4 separate regions of the Mus musculus genome follow, and regions 1, 3 and 4 are each linked to region 2. A link is a contact called in public promoter capture Hi-C data. All regions are on one chromosome and are shown on one strand. Each heading gives the region's core, a stretch centred on a gene start, on an enhancer-like site or on the middle of the called end of the contact. The rest is flanking DNA. Distances are from core to core; before and after follow the strand shown.

What was found. Promoter capture Hi-C pulls out the DNA fragments that hold promoters and counts their contacts.
Region 1: a promoter capture Hi-C map of liver shows a contact between it and region 2. The contact joins the promoter of Hjv here to the promoter of H3c15 in region 2. A contact is called at or near these places in 2 of 39 promoter capture datasets (cranial neural crest and liver) and 1 of 9 other capture datasets (liver).
Region 3: a contact with region 2 is called in a promoter capture Hi-C map of hippocampal neurons, with 3 times the contacts expected there. The contact joins the enhancer-like site here to the promoter of H3c15 in region 2. A contact is called at or near these places in 15 of 39 promoter capture datasets (the 3T3-L1 cell line, the C10 cell line, the HPC-7 cell line and 9 more), 1 of 15 datasets of contacts at CTCF or cohesin (large pre-B cells), 8 of 484 Hi-C or Micro-C datasets (the G1E-ER4 cell line, cranial neural crest, embryonic fibroblasts and 2 more), 29 of 115 datasets of contacts at active chromatin or transcription factors (the 230-238 cell line, the HPC-7 cell line, the NIH/3T3 cell line and 20 more) and 4 of 9 other capture datasets (adipose tissue, embryonic stem cells, liver and 1 more).
Region 4: a promoter capture Hi-C map of pre-B cells shows a contact between it and region 2, with 8 times the contacts expected there. The contact joins the promoter of Mrps21 here to the promoter of H3c15 in region 2. A contact is called at or near these places in 16 of 39 promoter capture datasets (the 3T3-L1 cell line, 3T3-L1-derived adipocytes, the SN4741 cell line and 11 more), 1 of 15 datasets of contacts at CTCF or cohesin (large pre-B cells), 8 of 115 datasets of contacts at active chromatin or transcription factors (the SCID.adh cell line, bone marrow-derived macrophages, effector CD8 T cells and 4 more) and 5 of 9 other capture datasets (adipose tissue, embryonic stem cells, liver and 2 more).

Annotation. Positions count from the first base shown.
Region 1 is chr3:96,523,068-96,528,278 of GRCm38.p6, forward strand. It overlaps Hjv (hemojuvelin BMP co-receptor), which reads left to right and starts at 2,118. Exons shown (of 4, transcript NM_027126.4): 1 at 2,118-2,263; 2 at 3,362-3,535; 3 at 3,968-4,515; 4 at 4,997-5,211. The coding sequence starts at 3,448.
Region 2 is chr3:96,237,549-96,242,597 of GRCm38.p6, forward strand. H3c15 (H3 clustered histone 15) reads right to left here and starts at 1,579. Exons shown (of 1, transcript NM_054045.4): 1 at 931-1,579. The coding sequence starts at 1,393. The coding sequence ends at 983. It overlaps H2ac19 (H2A clustered histone 19), which reads right to left and starts at 2,826. Exons shown (of 1, transcript NM_178212.3): 1 at 2,231-2,826. The coding sequence starts at 2,702. The coding sequence ends at 2,310.
Region 3 is chr3:95,971,528-95,976,426 of GRCm38.p6, forward strand. No RefSeq gene overlaps it. Among named protein-coding and RNA genes, the nearest start is that of Gm9054, 12 kb to the right of the region's middle. Within about 2 kb of position 1,519, at least 150 of the 459 cell types and tissues checked have an H3K27ac peak or open chromatin away from gene starts, as enhancers often do. A contact at or near this core is called in the 230-238 cell line, the HPC-7 cell line, the SCID.adh cell line and 14 more, where this site is marked.
Region 4 is chr3:95,869,786-95,875,356 of GRCm38.p6, forward strand. It overlaps Mrps21 (mitochondrial ribosomal protein S21), which reads right to left and starts at 1,729. Exons shown (of 3, transcript NM_001355759.1): 1 at 1,668-1,729; 2 at 709-830. The coding sequence starts at 791. It overlaps C920021L13Rik (RIKEN cDNA C920021L13 gene), which reads left to right and starts at 1,737. Exons shown (of 4, transcript NR_040446.1): 1 at 1,737-1,900.

The DNA.
Region 1 (5,211 bases), core at 868-3,367, 290 kb after region 2:
GCCTGAGTGTATGTGTGTATGTGCACCACATGTATGTGTATGTGGCCTGAATGTATGTATGTCTGTGCACTAACTGTGTGCAGAAGCCATTAGAGGTCAACTGAGGGTATTGGAGCTCCTAAACTGGAATTACAGTTAGTAATGAGCTATCATGTGGGTGATAGAAGTGGAACCTGAATTCCCTGTAGGAGCAGCAAGTGCTTCAACCACTAAACCATCCTTCCAGCCTCAAGAAACTGTTTTTTTTTTGCACGTATTTTGGGTTTCAGAGTATATGCCACTTTGCATTTTATAGACAACCTAGTATGTCTTAAAGTCACTTGATTAATTTAGTTGGGGGATGTCTTAGTCAGGGTGTGTATTCCTACACAAAACATCATGACCAAGAAGCAAATTGGGGAGGAAAGGGTTTATTCAGCTTACACTTCCACATTGCTGTTCATCACCAAAGGAAGTCAGGACTGGAACTCAAGCAGGTCAGGAAGCAGGAGCTGATGCAGAGGCCATGGAGGGATGTTACTTACTGGCTTGCTTCCCCTGGCTTGCCCAGCTTGCTCTCTTATAGAACTAAGACTACCAGCCCAGAGATGGTCCCACCCACAATGGGCAGGGCTCGCCCCACTTGATCACTAATTGAGAAAATGCTTACAGCTGGATCTCATGGAGGCACTTCCTCAAGGGAGGCTCCTTTCTCTGTGATAACTCCAGCCTGTGTCAAGTTGACACACCCAACCATCCAGTGCAGGGAAATTTTATGGAATAAAAGTTCTTGGGATGTGGGCTGGTGAAATGGCTCAGCAGGTAGGTAGAGGAACTAGCTACCAAACCTCACATTTGGCCCCTAACGCCCACATGGTGGGAGGAAAGAATTGACTCCTATAACGTTTCTGACATCCACATAGGTACACACAGACACACAGAGACAGACATGTTCTAAATAACTTAATGTAAAAGATTATTGTGATATGGTCTTGTATAGTTGAGAAAAAGCTAAATTCATTATAAAAAATACATGTGCTCCCACACTTCTCTTGTAAAGTGTGTGTGTGTGTGTGTGTGTGTGTGTGTATGCGTGCCTGAGAAGGGACCATGTACCATGTGGACCTGTAGAACTTCATGTAGAGCTGACAGGGCCAGAAGCTTTTGTGACACACTTTGTAATCAGTCCTGTGCTGCTTTCCCTTGGCAAGTACTGTGGGACAGTGTCCCAGAAATGCCACCAGGTGAAAAGACGGACATAGCTAAAACCCTGATTATAATTGAATCTTCAAACAGTTTGTCTATAAAAGTATATTCCCAAATGTCTTCCTTCTGAATTCACCTATCTAACGCCACTCCTCTGTGGATCAGTAGTGTTCAAAACTGACTCCGATTCTTCTCTCTGCCTCTGTTACTACCCCGGCCCCGGCCCCTGCAACCTGGAAGCTTCTGTTTTTTGTGTTTGTATTGATGAGGAGGAGGGAGGAGGGATTGTTGCACAAACTAGTGTAATGGAAAAGGTGGAGAGAGAGTAGACAGCTGCAGAGATCTGATCTGGGCAGACGGAATAAACCCTTCTCGAAACAATTCTGCTCTCGGATTTCTCGGGACAGCTGGACCTTTCAGCTTCTGAAATAGTTGGCAGAGATGGGGGAGGGTCTCTGAACTATGCTTGCCGTCCATCTTCAAAGCCGGCCACCTCAGTGTATTATGTGTAGAAGAAATTCAATGGAATCCTCAGTAAAGAGAGGATGAGAGCAGTGAGTGACTGGCATCACACAAAATCACCACCAGCAGTCTTAAAGGCATTACTGGGAATACTGAGTTCATTACTGGGAATGCTGGAGGGCCTGAGTGGCAGCTTATAAGCTACAGTTGGATATATGACTTGGCCATCATCTTTCTTTATACTCTCCCTCCCTTGGTATCCAATATTTCCATATTCCATCCTTATTTTGCTCATCGTTCCTGCTGCCTTAGCTCCCACACCCCACTGCCACCAACGTTCCTGGAATTTTGGACCTAGCTATTTTTAAAACTGTCAACTCAGTAGGCACCTCCCTCCTCCTCTCAGCTGTCCAGTACTTGGGCCAACCATATACTCTCCCTCCCCCCTCCCCCCACACCAAACCTCCTCTGGCTCTCTGACCTGAGTGAGACTGCAGCCATTCCGGGGCAATCATGGAGAAAGAGATGGGGGACCCCCTGGCTGGAGCAGACCAACAGAATAGGCAACTATGGCTCGAGAACCCAGTATCAGAGTAATGCTTGACCTCGGGAAACAGTAAGTCCAGATGAAATGTCGATCACTTTGATAAGCTTTTGGGTCAAGGCCAGAACTTCATAAAGTTACAGACATCTGTTCTGAAAACTAAGATCTCCCCTTAGCAACTACCCCAGTCTTCACTTTTCCTCTTGCCTAGATGTTTTCTAATCCATGGCCATTTGATGTTTAATGCTGCCTCTCTCTGGCTTTCCTATTTTCCTCTCCATCTTATTACACCAAGACCTTGGGAGAGGGGGAGGGGGCAGTGCTAAGGACTGGGCCCAGGGCCTTGAGCATGGTAAACACTCAGCTACCATCGAGTTACACTCCCATCCCTACCTCAAGACCTCTCTGACCTCCTGCTCATATGCTTATCCCAAAGTAGGGTTTTGACAGGAGAAAAGGAGACAGACCCTCCCCCATATCTGTTCTCCTCAAAAGACCAGGAGTGTCTGGATTGGGCTTTTCAGCTGGGTCTGGAAAAACACATGAACTGTTAGACAGAAACATATATTAATTTGAATGCTTGATTTGTACCCCATCCTGTGAGAGGGATCGTACTGTCAGCCCTCTGGAGAGGCTGAGAGACCGGCTCTCCTTTCACTGGGAAGGTGATATCGTAGACAGGGCGTCTGCCTACCATGTTACCCTTTGTGCCCTTCTAACACAGTGAAGAAAATGAAACGGCAGGTGGTTTCTGGTGGGAAGGATCCATAAGAAGTATGTTCTTAAAGCGTGATCAGATCCTGGTGCTACTGGGGACCCACTGACATGGTCAGAACCTCACTTTCTCTAGGGGTCCTCCATTTTTGGCACATCTGCTATTTGGTAGTCAGGATGGGGCAGTACACTGGACTCTGCACACTGAGGTCACTCAACCTTCCCTCCACCACCACCCCGCCCCCGTAGGCATATTGCACAAGGGACCTGAAGGTGGCCGCAGGGGCAGGGCACAGAGGCTCACCAGCCACGCTCACCCTCTGGAAGCCTCCTTCTTCCCAAGATCCAGTCTGTCTCATTTTTGTTTTGGTCTCTTCAGATGCTCTCTCTACCCACCATCTTGACTGGTCTCCAACCCTTCTCTTTCCCCACACTCAGCCAAATTTCTTCTTCCAGTCACAGAAGTACCCAGAGAAATTCACTAGGTAGGAGGCTCATCATCTGGGAAGAACCGGTGCCTGGGGGGACCTGGCTGGATAGGTATGGGCCAGTCCCCTAGTCCCCGGTCCCCCCACGGCAGCCCTCCAACTCTAAGCACCCTCACTCTCCTGCTGCTCCTCTGTGGACAGGGTAAGGAAGGGCCAGGGAAGGGTTGGACATATCCAGAGGTTAGGATGCTGGGTAGGAATGAGCGCGCGGGGGTGGGGGTGGGTGGGGGTGTGGGGGTGTGGGGGGTGGGGGGAGAGTGAGGAGGGATGTGTGCTGAGTCCCAGCACCTCCCAACTCTGAAAGAGGCCTGTCTTGTTTCCCATTTAACTTGAAGAAGGACACAGATGGCGTCCTTAGACCCCAGGGAAAAGAAGTCTGACTGCTTTACACGTTTTTAGTAGAGGAAAGGAGGGAAGGAGGCAAGGATTGGGAGAATGAAGGTTGAGATTGGGAAAGCGGCCACGCTGAGTGGTAGGAACGGTGGGATGGCGGATGGTTTTTGGCAGTTAGGTGCATACTGGACTTGGATAGAACCTGTGTCTCATTTCACTGCCCTCTCCCTTCCGTCCCCAGCTCACTCCCAGTGCAAGATCCTCCGCTGCAATGCCGAGTATGTCTCGTCCACTCTGAGTCTTCGGGGAGGTGGCTCACCGGACACGCCGCGTGGAGGCGGCCGTGGTGGGCTGGCCTCAGGTGGCTTGTGTCGCGCCCTGCGCTCCTACGCTCTCTGCACGCGGCGCACGGCCCGCACCTGCCGCGGGGACCTTGCTTTCCACTCTGCGGTGCATGGCATAGAGGACCTGATGATCCAGCACAACTGCTCACGCCAGGGTCCCACGGCCCCGCCCCCGGCCCGGGGCCCCGCCCTGCCCGGGGCCGGGCCAGCGCCCCTGACCCCAGATCCCTGTGACTATGAGGCCCGGTTTTCCAGGCTGCACGGTCGAGCCCCGGGCTTCTTGCATTGCGCATCCTTTGGAGATCCCCATGTGCGCAGTTTCCACAACCAATTTCACACATGCCGTGTCCAAGGAGCTTGGCCCTTGCTAGATAACGACTTCCTCTTTGTCCAGGCCACCAGCTCCCCGGTTTCGTCGGGAGCCAACGCTACCACCATCCGGAAGGTCAGAGATTCGATTTTCATCCCAACACAATTTCTTGAGCCCTCTCACGGTCTGTCCGCCATACCACTCCTTCTTCTTCCCACTATTCAGCCACCCAGCTCCCTGTTCTTGTCTTTCCCAAACATTCCCTTCCATCCTGAATGGCTTCCTTCCATCAAACATTTGCTCTTGTAAATGTAATTCAGGAATTTCTTTCAAAGCAAGTAACTTGGGAGTTGCTGAGACTGAGACAAAAAGGAGAGAGAGAGAGGGAGGGAGAGGGAGAGAGGCAGATAGAGAGAGGCATAGGGAGAGAGATATTAGGAGGTTGAGTGGGGGTCAGGCACTATTAATGGAACACAGTAGGGGATAGGATCAAGGACTGAGGACCCGGAAGAAACTCGCATTTCTGCTGGGATCGGATCCCTGACTCTCTATGCAGCTTGATTGGCGTGAGGATGCTTTGGGCCCTAATGAAGTATTTTCTCTCTTGTCCTCATAGATCACTATCATATTTAAAAACATGCAGGAATGCATTGACCAGAAAGTCTACCAGGCTGAGGTGGACAATCTTCCTGCAGCCTTTGAAGATGGTTCTATCAATGGGGGCGACCGACCTGGGGGCTCGAGTTTGTCCATTCAAACTGCTAACCTTGGGAGTCACGTGGAGATTCGAGCTGCCTACATTGGAACAACTATCATCATTCGACAGACAGC
Region 2 (5,049 bases), core at 329-2,828:
CCACTAAGAGCTTTGATGGACCAAAATCACTTAGTTCTAAGAACTTTTGGGCCCAACCTTTGAGGCAAAGCTCAGTAAGATGCTGGGGACAAATGGGCTGTCTCCACACAGCTTTAACTATTGCTAGTTTGCTCTCTGGAAGTTTCCGGCAGAAACCGAAAGGAAGGTCCATGACAGTGATCTCCATAAGGTATTTACTGTGCTCTTGAGTCTCAGGTCCGACACCCACCCCTGCAAAGACTGTCCTCACGCTAAGGAATTGTAAAGGGATTCCCCTTTGATATCCAGTGTATTTCGGTCCAGAAAGGTGCCTGCCAAAGTGGGAAGGGGGGAATGGAGTTGTCATTTTGAAGTAAATTAATAGGAGTAAGAGGAAAAACTACCCAATTGCCATTGAACCATATCATAGCAATAAATGCTGAATCCCAAGTAGCTAGCAGGTCTTCTAATCAAGTGTTAGAGAACAAAGCTTTATCACTGGATATTACTCATAGTCCACTTACCACCGACGTTGAGCCCCGTAAGCCTCAGACATTGCATTAAATGAGCAACAATAATCTTCAGTCGTCCAGAAGTCTGGTGATGTAATTATGAGCTGTAAGCTAGATCTCAGCCTTCAGCTACTTACAAAGCCTTCTCTGCTCCAGCTGGGTAGGAACATTACATAGTATCCACCAAGCCCCAACCCTCCGTAAGATTATCCCCTCCCCTTAGACTGAGGTGGTGAACCTACTTCGGGTTAACAAGCTAGGAGTCTGAATAAGACCGCAATTAACGTTAAACAACTTACACTAAGGGCATTCAAACCTTCCTTGAAAGCAACCATTATGTAGACATAACAGGTATAAGTCAGATACCAACCTAGAGCTATGGAGCGGGATAATGTGCGGACAAAGCTCTAAGCGAAGTAAACAGCTCTTTCCGGGAAGCTGTGGTGGCTCTGAAAAGAGCCTTTGTGGGGAATGGATGGGAGACAGGGCGCTTAAGCGCGCTCCCCACGGATGCGGCGGGCCAACTGGATGTCCTTGGGCATGATGGTGACGCGTTTGGCGTGGATGGCGCACAGGTTGGTGTCCTCGAACAGCCCCACCAGGTAGGCCTCGCTCGCCTCCTGCAGCGCCATGACGGCCGAGCTCTGGAAGCGCAGGTCCGTCTTGAAGTCCTGCGCGATCTCGCGCACCAGGCGCTGGAACGGCAGCTTGCGGATCAGCAGCTCGGTCGACTTCTGGTAGCGCCGGATCTCCCGCAGCGCCACGGTGCCGGGCCGGTAGCGGTGCGGCTTCTTCACGCCGCCCGTGGCCGGGGCGCTCTTGCGGGCGGCCTTGGTGGCCAGCTGCTTGCGCGGGGCCTTGCCGCCGGTGGACTTGCGGGCAGTCTGCTTCGTACGGGCCATGGCGAAGACGGAAGACACCCAAACGAGGAGCACTCGGGGACCTGATACCGGCCCGAGCCGGCCGCCTTTATAGGCGCAGTCTTCCCCGCGGCGGGGCGGAGACAGCGACTTGAAACTCCCGCGCTGCCGCGCCATTGGCCGTGGCGTCACCGGCCCCGACCTCGCCCATTGGCTCGGGCCCGCCACGCCACCTGACCCGCCCCCACCCGCCCCCCACGTCCAGCCCCGCGCCCGGTCCACTTGCCAACGTTCTGCGAGGGTGGAGCCACGTCTGGCAGCTGCCCGTAGAGGGCGGGTCCCGGCTCTGCCCAAGAGGAGCTCGCGCGCCCCCGCCCGCCGCCCAAAGTCCCAGGGCAGAACTAATCTAGTGTTTGTGCAGCACCGCCCAGCCACAGCCACAGTCCCAGCCCCAGTCCCCCATGATCCCTAGAGCCGGCCGCGTCCAGTCCTCGCGGGACACCTCCTCCTCCTAGACATTCCCCAAGGACCGGACGAGAGCGCGGCTGACTGCGACTTATGTCTAGATTGGCCTAGACGTCCTAGTTGAGTCTTAGTCCTGGGAAGGGTCAGGCGGGTGGACGCTGAGTGAGGGACAGTGTTGTGTAGGACAAGGGTGTGGGCAGATAGGGGCTAAATGCTTGGGACGGTCAGCGAGAACCGCGTATCCGCTCCGCCGAGGCAGGGCATGAACCAAAGAGCGACAACAGACTAACTACCAGGGGGAACCACGGGCAGGATGGGCAAGGAAGCAGAGGACACGACACTCTTACTTTTGGGGCAGGGCCAGGAAAGGCCACCAAGACCGGCTACCGTGACACAACTCTTTATCTGATTCAGTGGGTGGCTCTGAAAAGAGCCTTTTTAGGAGCTCGCGGGGGTTATATCACAGAGACGCGGGCCGACGCGAGCAGTGGCCTCACTTGCCCTTCGCCTTATGGTGGCTCTCCGTCTTCTTGGGCAGCAGCACGGCCTGGATGTTGGGCAGGACGCCGCCCTGCGCGATCGTCACTTTGCCCAGCAGCTTGTTGAGCTCCTCGTCGTTGCGGATGGCCAGCTGCAGGTGGCGCGGGATGATGCGCGTCTTCTTGTTGTCGCGGGCCGCGTTGCCCGCCAGCTCCAGGATCTCGGCCGTTAGGTACTCCAGCACCGCCGCCATGTATACCGGCGCGCCGGCACCCACACGCTCCGCGTAGTTGCCCTTGCGCAGCAGCCGGTGCACACGCCCCACCGGGAACTGTAGCCCGGCCCGGGAAGACCGCGACTTGGCCTTGGCGCGGGCCTTGCCTCCTTGCTTGCCACGACCGGACATCACGAAAGCGCAAACAGACGAACGGCCACAACCAGGAAACGGTACTCCGGCGCCGACGCCTCACCCTTTTATAGACGCAGACCCGATTGTCCGCCCGACGCTCTCATTGGCTCACACGCGTCCTGACGCCGTGGCCAATAGGAGCGCGCGGACAGAAGCCTCTCATTTACATAAGACCGGCTCCCTCGCCCCGGCGCCGCCCTGGAACGCGCGAATCACGACGCGCGTGCTCGGTGGCTTCATTTGCGTGCGGCCGTCGTTGCGACACTCCGCGGGTCGCCGGGCGGCTGGGCTTGCTCGCTGTTTCTCCTGCTCTGGAAGCTGGCAAAGTGTGCCCTGCATCCAAGAGGGCCTGAGTTAATCACTTACTTAAGTGTAGGTTTTCCTTCGAGGAATACTGGAAATTTAGTTTTTTATACCTAAGGAGTAGCGGATAATTCTCATAGCCTCTTTATTTTTCTACTTGAAACAGTGTAAAACCTACTTGTTTCATTTTAAGCGTTTATCGCTGGGAGCCTTACTTTAAAATCGTTAAATTTAAAGGTTATTTTCTTAATCCATACACATCTGAGAGTGCTTGAAAAGACCAAGTACAGTTCGCCTGGGGTTTACTAAAATTATTTTTTTGCCACTCAGATTTGTACATAAGGAATCGAAATAACTTAAAAAGTAAACCTTACGCTGCTGCTTTTGTCTATCATTTGTCCTGATGGCTCTCAGAAGCTCCTTTTAGGAGCCTTCCAGGCTGTCTGGGGCTAGAGTGACTCGGAGTACCATATCCGGACTGCCATTATTTTAGCATCGCATCAGTTATGCTCGGTAAAATACAGCCAGCATTTTTCAATCTCTGAAATTTGTAATAAGGTTCGTTATCGATGCATTAGAATCACTGATTAGGCATATTGAGTGTAAGCTTAGCTCTAGTAACAGGTATATTGTTACATAGTAACATAGTTACAATCTTTATATTTTACATTGTTACATATTGTGGAGATGGAATTCTAGTCTTGTGGAGGAATCGGCAAGAGTGTAGCACTAGGATTTTGGGTTGAAGCTAGGTAGGCAGTGGATTTTTTTGGATTTTGGTGGGTTTTTTTGTTTGTTTGTTTGTTTTTTTTTTGGTTTTTTCGAGACAGGGTTTCTCTGTATAGCCCTGGCTATCCTGGAACTCAGTCTGTAGACCAGGCTGGCCTCGAACTAAGAAATCTGCTTGCTTCTGCCTCCCAAGTACTGGGATTAAAGGTGTGTGCCACCACCGCCAGGCTTAGGTAGGCAGTGTTATTAGGATGGCTAGCTGAAAAGCATTTTAAGTTGAGAAGTTGAAGGTTTATCAAGGATTCTGATTAAATTTGATATTGATATTTATGTGCATATGTGGACTCACAAATTTGAGAGGTGGATCAAGGGTTCAGCAAAGACTACACAACCCTGCATTTATGGACTGACTGCAGATCACGAGAATGACATCCTATGACCTTAGAATATACTTTTGATCCTTAAGTATTTGTCTTGAAATATAATTTGGTACGTGTTATTCCTGATATGTGTTATTCCTATAAAGGATGTTATAACATTGACTCTTCTATTTCTTTGTTAGTGCTTCATACCTAGTGCCTTCAGAGACCAGGAGTTAGATCCCCTGGAGCTGAAGGCTTGTCAGCAACCATGTAGTCCTGGGAACTGAAGGAACCCAGATATTCTGCAAGAGCAGCAAGGGCTGTTAAACCCTGAGCCATCTCCAGCCCTGAACTTTTGTATAGATTGAAGCTACACATATCAAAATAGGTTGATAAGGAAAAACGGAGGCTCCCAAGTACACATTTGGGCCAAATCTGCAAATATTAAAAGTCATCATTTTATCAGGGCCAAAGATTAATATGTCCACAACGAAAATGTCTAAGTCTCTTTTAACCTGAAAGTTTTATTTATAAATTTCAATAATTAGAATTTTTAGCAGTTGCATTCTTAAGATTGTCATAGTAAGGTACCATACTGTTTTCTGAGACACGAGAACAGGCTAAGAGAGCAGGCTGTGAGGCTATGTATGGGTTTGACTTGTTTTGGCTGGTTTTATGTGGCAACCTCACACAAACTAGTCATCGCAGGGAGAGAAGTTTCAGTGGAGGAATGGCCTCTCTGAGACCCAACTGTAAGGTATTTTTCTCAATTAGCAATTGATGGGGTAGGGCCCAACTCATTGTGGGTTGTATGCCATCCCTGGGCTGGTAGTCCTGGGTTCTATAAGAATGCAGACTGAGCAAGACATTAAACAGCACCTCTCCATGCCCTTGGATCAGCTCCTGTCTCCAAGTTCCAGCTCTGCTTGAGTTCCGGTCCTGACTTCCTC
Region 3 (4,899 bases), core at 269-2,768, 270 kb before region 2:
AGACCAGACTGGCCTTGAACTCACAGAGTTCACCTGCCTCTGCCTCCCGAGTGCTGGAGTAAGGGCAGGCACCACCACACGCAAGGATGCTGTTTTTCTTTTTAAAGATTAATCTTTATTTAGGTGTCTGTGCCTGTATGTGTCTGTGCATGTAAGAGCTCTCTCCCTAGGAGGCCAGAAGAAGGTGTTGGGTCCCCAGGTCACTGTGAGGCTCTCTGTGGGTGCTGGGAACTCAACCTGAGTCCTCCGAAAAGGTAGTATATGCTCTTAACCACTGAACCATCCTTCTAGCCTCAATACAGTTTTTAATGTGTCTTAGTAAATTGCTTGATAGAAGATTGTACATTCTTATTTAAACTCTTACCACAGTGCATAGCCAAGTCCATTTCCTGGTTGTCACACTTAGTTAGAAAGCTAAATTGAATGCAAAAGATATTGTTTTATGATAAAGTATGTGGTTATTATAATTATTATTAAGGATGAGCACGTTCTCATTTTATGATAATCTATTTGATTATTTTTATATCACATTTTAGGACTAAGCTTAATTTTTTTTTTCACTAAATCATTAGAATTCATCAAACTATTACTTTTTTCTTCTTTCTTAAAGGAACAGTGCTAGCCAGAACTGGTATTGTGTGCCTGTGACTCCCGAGGGTCGTGGGTTCCGACCATCCTCAGTTACAAAGTAAGGTAGAGCCAGCTTGGGTTACATGAACGTGACTGTCATACCGCACCGCCCCCATCTCCCCAAACAAACAAACAAACAAACAAACAAAAAACCAACGTTGGCATGCTTTTAAAATAACATCCCCTAAGGTGCTTATTTTCAACAGTCAAGTCTAATTTTTGAAACTTGTTGTTTGTGGAAAACATTGAGTTTCAGTTCTTCTTAGGCGTGCTGACGTCTTCCGGGTGTGCTCGCCCGGGCCAAGCTGTTCTTACCAAGCCGTTAAAGGAAGCATGGAGATACATTCTCTGTAAAAACTATGTGGGGTACGCTCAAGAAGTGTAGTAAAACAAGAAAAAAAAAGACCCTCAAAAAACAAACAAACAACAACAACAACAAAACAAATTTTGGGGAAACTGCATGTAGAGATATTTGTCAGTCTGGATCATTTTGGGTAGTAATGTCAACAGACTTGGTTAAAGGTGAAAAGATTTAAAGAAATTAAGTTGTTGAGGTGAAATTCACCCTCTAAAAGATTCCTATTTTTAAATTTTGGAAAGGGCGGGTAGACCACAGGCGCTTCTTATTTGGTTTTGAAGTTTTTGGTGCTTCTAGGCTCTGGGGAGCATCCTACTGATTTCCAGTGCTGAGACCTGGCTTAGCTTTTCCTTTCTCCCTCTTAATTAGTCCTGGTTTCTCTGAGGGGCGAGGCTTTCTCCAACAGCCGCAAGCGGGAACCTGGGGCACTTTAGACTTTTTCTTTCCTTGCGGTTTTACAGGGCCCCTCATTTGCCGCCGCCTCCGTCTGTCACCGCGAGCATCCAAGCGCAGAAAGGAAATGCGAAGCGAGACAGCTGTACGGGAGGCTTCGCCTTCTAAAGAAGTTGACAGACAAATGGCACAGGGGTCCCTGCTCTTGCCAGCTGAGGGCTTAGCTTCCAGAAAGCGCCCCTCTAGGGGAACAAGCGAGGCAGTGTGGGGCTGCTGAAAGGCCTCATTGAGGCCACAGCCCGAGGCTCTTGTAGCTCATTGTCTGGTATGCGGCGCCCTTCCGAAACCGCTCTCCACAGTTCTGCACCCCCCCAACACCCCCTAATCTCAGAAATCATCCCCCGCCCTCCGTTACACTTGGTGCTTCAAACGAAATTCTCAAAAGGTATTTGCTTTTGTTTGTTTCTGTTTTCTTGCGCCTTTGGGGGTCAAGCGATGGTTCCCACGCTCACTGGACTTAACTGCATGGAAGCTGGGGTCCCCGACGCTGCGCTTGTGAGAACCGATGTCTGGGCCGAGGCAGCAGTGGAGGGGAAGGCAACGCTTTAAAACCAATTCTGCTGGTTCCTTGGTTTTCTTGAAGATTCGTCTGGAGAGATTTAAATCTACACCAAAGACCAGCTTTCCCAAGATTTAAAGTTATTAACTTGGCATCAGTGCAGTGCTGAGCCATCCAGAGGCTCCGAGACTGTCTTCCTAGGGAATACACAGTGATCTGATAAAGGCTGGGGAAGCACAGTTACCTCTCGGGCATTAGTAGAGATTTTAGGATGTGTCAGACTTGAGAAACAATGTGGCCTGAGGCCCTGTGCTTTGAATTCAGAGCCTGGGAACACACTGACGAGTACTGAGCCTTACGCTAAAGCACAGGTTCTCAACCTGTGGGTCGCAGGGAAGACAGAGTAGTCAAACCTCCGAAAACCAAACTTTCCTATCTTCTCTGTCCTCTAGACTCTTTATCTTCTGATCTCCAGGTCTTCTCTCTCTCAGAACCCAGTCGCTGAAAAATGGCCTTCGGGGTTGAGACACTACTCAGCCGCAAAATTACAGTTAAGGGGTAGCAAGGAAAATAAGGTTATGGTTGGGGGTCACAGCAGCACGAGGAGCTGTGTTAAAGGGTCGCAGCAGTAGGAAGGCTGAGAACCACTGCTCTAAAGGGAGCTCCAAGTCCGGGAAGAGCACTTACTCCAGGTTACATAGAGCATTAGACTCTAAAAGGAGAGCCAGTCATTGGTGGTATTTGACTGGTTGAAGTTGCCTTGTGGCTGATAGAGGAAAATTCAAGCAAATACGTATGTGTTATGACCTGGACCAGCAAGCCTTCCTTCAGTGACACAGTTCTGAGAGAGAGGATCAGGAGATCAGAGGACAGAGGAGATAGAAAGCTTGGGACTGGGAGGTCTCGCACAAGTTGTCTTACACCAAACACGTTCCTGGTTTTAGATAGGGAGCTTCCTTCCCTCTCCATAAATCAGGGCATCGGGGAGCCTCATTTGTCAGTCCAGCTCTCAACAGTGTTAAATGAATAGTCAGTAGCCACTGCTCATGGGGAGAGCTCATTTGCCGGCAAGTACGGCAGAGTTTCAAGAGAGGATGGTTTGGACATTACAAGATAACTTGATCTCTGGTCTTTATTATTTGTGGATATATATATATATATTAGCATCCTTCAGTCCAGGTATGAAGAAGGCTTTAAATGAGATGCATCAGATCAGAGCGTGTGTCTGGGGTGTATCACTGTCAAGCATCCTAGGCTGTGAATGAGGGACATTGTCATACGGGTTCATTGCTGTGAAGAAACATTATGAGCATGGCAACATTTTTGTTTGTTTTCCAAGACAGGGTTTGTCTGTGTAGCCCTGGCTGTCCTGGAACTCCCTTTGCAAACCATGCTGTCCTTAAACTCAGAGATTCACCTGCCTTTGCCTCCTGGGATTAAAGGTGTGCGCCACCACTGCCTGGCTACCATGGCAACTGTTACAAAGGAAAACATTTAATTTGGGTTGGCTTATAGTTCAGAGGTTTAGTCCATTATTATCTTGGCATTGCAGCTCGCAGGTAGATGTGGTGCTGTAGTGGTAGTTGAGAGTTTTACATCTGGATCCGTAGGCAGCAGGAAGAGAGAGAGAGAGAGAGAGAGATCCTGGGCCTGGCTTGAGCTTCTGAAACCACCATGCTCGCTCCCAGTAACACATTTCCTCCAACAAAGCCATATGTACCTACTCCAACAAGGCCACTTCTCCGAATACTGCCACTCCCTATGGGCCTATCGGGACATTTTTGTTCAAACTAAGACAGGCACATCATGCTGAAAAGCCTACTCTTTCCTATTTACAACGAAAGCCACCAGTGCTAGGGATTTAGGGTGGGAGAAGCGGAGCACAAATGTTCCAAGGTTTCTCATTTTGGGGTGTGTGTGTGTGCATGAGAGCATGCACACATGCACAGGCTTGTGTGGGGCCCACAGAGGCCAGGAGGGGCATTGGATCCCTTGGAAATGGAGTTACAGGAGCCATCAACTGAAGACTGTCTAGGAGAGGAAGCTGTCTCAGATGGGGAGACCACACAGCCCTCAGTAGAAATGCATTCTTTCTTATGCCTGGACATCGCTGTGTCATATCCAAAGTTGACCTGTTAGCTCTGTTTCTGTGCGTAGCCTTGCCATAAAATGAAACATGAAGTATGGGGCTGGAGAAATAGCTCAGCACTGGCTGCTCTTCCAAAAGACTCGGGTTCAAATCCCAGCACCCACATGGTAACTCCTGACTGTCTGTAACTCCAATTCCAGGGATCTGACCCCCTTGTACAGACATATATGAAGGCAGAACATAGCATCAGTGTAAATAAAATTTAAAAAAAACATGAAAAAAAAAGAAAAAAAAACAAAAAGAAAAAAAGAAAAAAAACATGAAGTATTTTTAAAACACACATATACATACAAAATAGATTTGGGAACACAAGCCCTTTGTTTGAGGACATCTCCCAGGAGTTTCCAGGATGTACACGTGACCTATGTACATAACGTCTCTCCCTGTTAATGACGGAAGGATTGGTTTTAGATGTAGCAGTTGGGTAATCTTGGGTACCATCGACAAGTAATTCCCAGTTGGCTCAAGTGTTAGAGAGACTTAATGAGTCAATGGATGGGAAAGGACCTGTTTCATTTTACTTTCTTGGAAAGCCTTGCCAGAATGGAATTTAGAAAGGCACATGCTATTAAGCCAAAGATGGTAGATGCAAACGCATCCTATTCTTTCCCAGAGTGTGGCTCCTGCATCAGCCTCTCGCTGAACATCCCTGAAAAGGGATATCCTTTAGGGAGTTCATGTTGTTTCTGTTTTTGAAAAAATGATGTGTGTGTGTGTGTGTGTGTGTGTGTGTGTGTGTGTGTATTTGGAAGCCAGAGGTCAACCTTGGTCACCTCAAAATGATGCTGTTTTTCAGTCACTGTCCACCTT
Region 4 (5,571 bases), core at 479-2,978, 370 kb before region 2:
GTAGCCTTATTCCACAGATACTGGCTCAGCTGAAATGCACCATGCCTCTGCTTCTTGTTTCTCATTCCCCTCCCAGACTTTTTTTTTTTTTTTTTTTTTTTTTTGACATGAGGAGGGGTCATCTGAGACTGAGTCTAGTCACCATCATCTAAATTATTCTCAAATTCTTCCTGTCTCTACCTCCCAGGTGCTGGGATTACAGTGTGCCCAGCAGTTTTTCGGGGTCTTTGGATAGAACTCAGATTTATCATCAAGGGATGATAGCTGCTTGTTGGATAAGCTCCATCGAGCTGAATTTGGAGAACTTCATTTTTAGGATAATAAACTGAAGGGATAAGAAGTGTCCAGAGGGGCTGGAGAGATGACTCAGTAGTTAAGAGCACTGGCTGCTCTTCCAGAGGCCTTGAGTTCAATTCCCAGCTACCACATGGTGACTCACAACCATCTGTACTGAGATCTGGTGCCCTCTTCTGATATGCAGGCATACATGCAGGTAGAACACTGTATGCACAATAAATAAATTTAAAAGAAGAAGAGGAGGAAGAAGAAAGAGGAGGAGGAGGAGGAAAAAAGGAGGAGGTGGAGGTGGTGGTATTCAGAGCCTACACAGAGCTGGCACCAGTGGTAGGCTTTATGAGGTGGTAGGCTGGGTGCAGGATCACCTCACATTTCCCACGGCTGGTCCAGGCAAGACTCGACTCATTTTACCTGTTCAGGGTCCGGTAGGCACCTTCCACGTTCCCCTCCTGAACCATCACTGTCCTGGCAATGAACTTCAGATGTTTAGCCATGGCCTCGTATTTAAATCTTCATTCTTCCGGGACTACAGACTGGACATCGAGCATGGAAACCAGAGACTCAATGTAAGAGAACAAAGCCCAACAGAGTCACAACTTACCATAGGTAGTTTTTATTTAATTTAGCAACAGAACCAGCTTGAGATCCACAGAACTGGGCTGGAGGAATTCTCCATATCTTAGTAAGTACAAGTAAGTCTGGAGAGATGGCTCAGTAGTTAAGAGGATCCAAGTTCGATTCCCAGTACCCACAGGGTGGCTCACAACACATACAGTCCCAGGGAATCCAACACCCTCTTCTGACCTCTGTGATGCACAGACATACATGCAAGTAAAACACTCACACACATAAAATATAAATAACTTTTTTTTTTAATGAAAAAGTACAAGCAAATTGTTAGCAACATTTCTTTCACTACGCAGTGATATGGCTTAGCAGGTAAAGGCGCTTGCCACCAAGCCTGATGACCCGAGTTAGAGCCCTGGATCCTTACGGTGGAAAGAGAGGACAGACTCCTGCAAGCTGTCCTGACTTTCGCCCCTCCCAACCCCCCGGTCACACCAAGAAATAATTAAAAGATAATTGCCGGGCAGTGGTGGCCCACGCCTTTTATCCCAGCACTTGAGAGGCAGAGGCAGGCGGAACTCTTGAGTTCGAGGCCAGCCTCGTCTACAGAGCCAGTTTCAGGGCAGCCAGGGCTACATAAAAACACTCTCGAAAAAGCAAAGCAAAGCAAACCAAAAAATAGGTTTCCGCTGAGAGTTAGAAAGAACTCTTCGTCCGCCTCTAGGCACCACGCGAAATCTTGCCCTCCCGCCATACTCGCTTTGCAGCTCAGTGAACCCCCCCACACCCCTCGAGCTCCCTACCTGGGGCCTCTGAATTCGGACTCCGGGTCTCTGCGGACCGGAAGCGGAAGCTACGGAGTCCCGCGACGGGAGGAAGCTACGCTGCAGGGCTCAGCCGACTGCAGCTCCGCTTACCGTCTGACCTTGCGAAGGTTCGGTGCTGAGCGCAGGCGCTGGACTTTCCGCCTGACAGTCAAAGGAACAGCGTCCTCACCTTCCTATGGAGGAGTCGCGGTCGTCGGGTCTGCGAGAAGGTCAGCCCGATCCGTAGCTCTAATCCTGTTAAACTTTTACTAGATTTGAGCGATTTCGTTTTCTGGATGGGAAATGGGAAGCGTCCTGAGAATATTTTCTATTTAAAAAGGACAGATCTGCTCACCGGGTGAAAAAAATGGCTCCACACCCCCTAATCTGCCTAAAAGTTAAGAAAAGAAATTACATACTGTGAGTTTCCCATTGCATCAGCTACCTAAGCCATTTCATTAAATAAAGTAGAATCAAAAAGAAACAAATGGGAAACGCCTGCAGAATTTTAAATCAAAATATTGTTGTTTTAATGCCAACTTTGCCATTTGTTGCCTTGTAAGATCTAGTAGAATTTTTTTTTCTTCCATACGTCTGGACAACCCTATGTGTATGTTATCCCCACATCTCCATATATGGTTATTTACATGGGTTTAGAAGTATCCATATACAGAAAAACCTACCCACAACACACACAGATGCACCCTCATCTGTTACTTCTTTAAGGGATTTGCTTTTATTTTGTGTGTGTGTACGTGTGCCTGCGTGTATGTATGTGCACCGTGTGCGTGCGTGCGTGCAGGAGCTCAAGAAGGATTGGAGAGGTGTTGGGGCCCTGGAACTGGAGTTAATAGGAGGCTCTGAGCTGCCATGTGGGTACTGGGAACAGAACCTGGGTTCTCTGCAAGAGCAATTAATTTTCTTAACCACCGGGCCATCTGGCCAGGTCATTATCAGTTAATAGGTATTCACACAAAATTTAAGCCTGCCTCGTAGTAAGCCAAATCCAAAGTCCCAAACTGAAGCTAGACACCTTTGTGCTTGTCAGCAAACCTAATTGAATGACTGTCCTCTGCTAAGCACTGCTGATACTATTCCAGTGTCTCTTGTACAACTGACAGTATGTAGACACAATTTTAGGCCCAGTCGCATATAATAAGTGCAAAATTAATTCTATGGACAGTACGTAATCCGTTAGAAAGGAGTTCTAGCTTCAGATTCTAAGCATCAGCAGACGTATGACTTTGAACAAGTTACTCAGACTAGGGGTCTGCACTTTTTGTCTAAATAAAAATATTGGAATACTACCATGTTTATTTGTTGATATTATACGGCTCTCTTGGGCTATAGTGGTAGACTTGGGTAGAAGAAATGGAGATCTGTGACCTACAAATACTTATAATCTAGATCTTGCTAAACATGAACTTTCAATCTGGCTTCTTATTTGTAAAATGATGCTAACATCTACTCTGTTGGTCTCACAAAATTGGTCATAAGAATCGAATGGGCTCACAGTCAGCTATTGGATGGATCACAGAGCCCCCAATGGAGGAGCTAGAGAAAGTACCCAAGGAGCTAAAGGGATCTGCAACCCTATAGGTGGAACAACAATATGAACTAACCAGTACCCCCAGAACTCGTGTCTCTACCTGCATATGTAGCAGAAGATGGCCTAGTCGGCCATCATTGGGAAGAGAGGCCCCTTGATATTGCAAACTTTATAAGCCCCAGTACAGGGGAACAGCAGGGCCAAGAAGTGGGAGTGGGTGGGTAGGGGAGTGGAGAGGGGAGGGTATGGGGAACTTTTGGGATAGCATTTGAAGTGTAAATGAAGAAAATACCTAATTAAAATATATATTTAAAAAAAGAATCGAATGGGATATAATGTAAGATAATTCATTAATTTTTGTTTTAATTTTAAGGTTTATTTTATTATTATATGTGTATGAGTATTTTGCTTACATGTATGTGTGTGCCTACATGTATGTGTATGTGTGTTATGTCTGTGCCTGGAGGTCAGAACAGAACACTGAATCCCTTGGGCCTGGAATTACAGATGGTTGAGAGCTACCATGTACATGCTGGGAATTGAACTTGGGTCTTCTGCTAGAGTAACAGGTGCTCTTAACTGCTGAGCCAACTCTTCTCCTCTTGTTATCATTTTCTTTTTTACTAGACTGAAAAAAAAGTTTTTATAAATGTATATGGGGGGTGTTGTCTACATGCATGTCTGATGTCCAGAAAAGCCTGAAGAGAGCATCAGATCCACTGGATCTGGATTTACAGATGTTGTAAGCCATCATATAGGTGCTGGGAATCTAACCTGGGTCCTCAGTAAGAGCTGTCAGTACTATCAACCTCTGAGCCTTCTGCCCAACTGCAATGCCCCTAAGTTTTAAGCCTAGATATCTAGAAAAATGTTGGCATCATATATTTCATCAACAGAAGAGGAGTCATTGTGTGTGTGTGTGTGTGTGTTTGTATGCATGTGTGTGCACTCGTGCAGGTGTATGCATGTGTACATGTGTACAAGAGCTCCCATAAAAGCTCATGTGTGGGGGCTGGTGAGATGGCTCAGTGGGTAAGAGCACCCGACTGCTCTTCCGAAGGTCCAGAGTTCAAATCCCAGCAACCACATGGTGGCTCATAACCACCCGTAACGAGATCTGATGCCCTCTTCTAGAGTGTCTGAAGACAGCTACAGTGTACTTACATATAATAAATAAATAAATCTTTAAAAAAAAGAATAATAATGATACATTTTTTTAAAAAAAGCTCATGTGTATGTGTCATAGCACATGTATGGAGGTCAGAGGACAACTTGCCAGAATTGTTCCCCTCCTGGCACTGGGTGGGTCCCATGTCTGAGTCTGAACTCAGATCATCAGGCTTAGTGGTGGGAGACGCCATTACCCACTGAGCTATCTCACCAGGTCTTTTACTTTATAGATGTGTGTGTGTGCGCGCATGTGTGTGTGTGCGCGCACATGTGTGTGTGTGTGTTCGTTCTTGTGTGCCCATGTGTGCATGTATGTGCAGACATATGTACACGTGCATGTTCCTGGGCATGCCCAGAAGAGGGCATCAGATCTCTCAGAGCTGTATAGCTGTGGGATGCCCTGGCCTGGCTTACTAAATGGTTTCTGGGATTCTGACTCCAATCCTTATGATGAGATGGCGACTGCTCTTGACTGCCTAGCGGTCTCTCCAGTGTTCCTCACACGTCTTTTAAAACAGGGTCTAGGTTGGTCTGGAAGAAGATGTGTAGCTGATGATGACCCTCCATCAGCTTACGATCCTCCTGCCTCACCTCCCAGGGGCTGAGATGACATCCACGTGTACCCATGGCTTTGTGCGTGAACCACCAGCACTGTATGGCGCTACCTCCACAGCCATAAAATGCTAACATTTTAATAAATTTTTAGCTAATTGAAAGTATTTGGACTTATTGTATATGTATGAGTGTTTTGCCTGCATGTATGTGCACCATAGGAGGTCAGATATCCTGCAACTGGAATTACACAGGTTTGTGAGCCACCATGTGGGTACTGAAATCAGAATTTTGGTCCTTTGCAAGAACAATGGGTGCTCTTAACGGCTGAGCATCTCTATAGCCCTCTGTAATTGAAAAACAACAAAGACTTCTCTCTCTCTCTCTCTCTCTCTGTGTGTGTGTGTGTGTGTGTGTGTGTGTGTGTAAGCCTACATAGTTATGTGCATGTGCAGAGGTAGGAGGACAACTTACAGGAGTTGGTTCTCTCCTCCCACGGTGTGGAATCTGCATGTCCAGTTCAGTAAGGCTTGCCTACAAGAGCCTTTATCTGCTGAGCCATATTGCTGGCTCCTTCAGTCATTTTTTTTTTTTTGTATAAGTGATATACCAATATACAAATGAACTCCC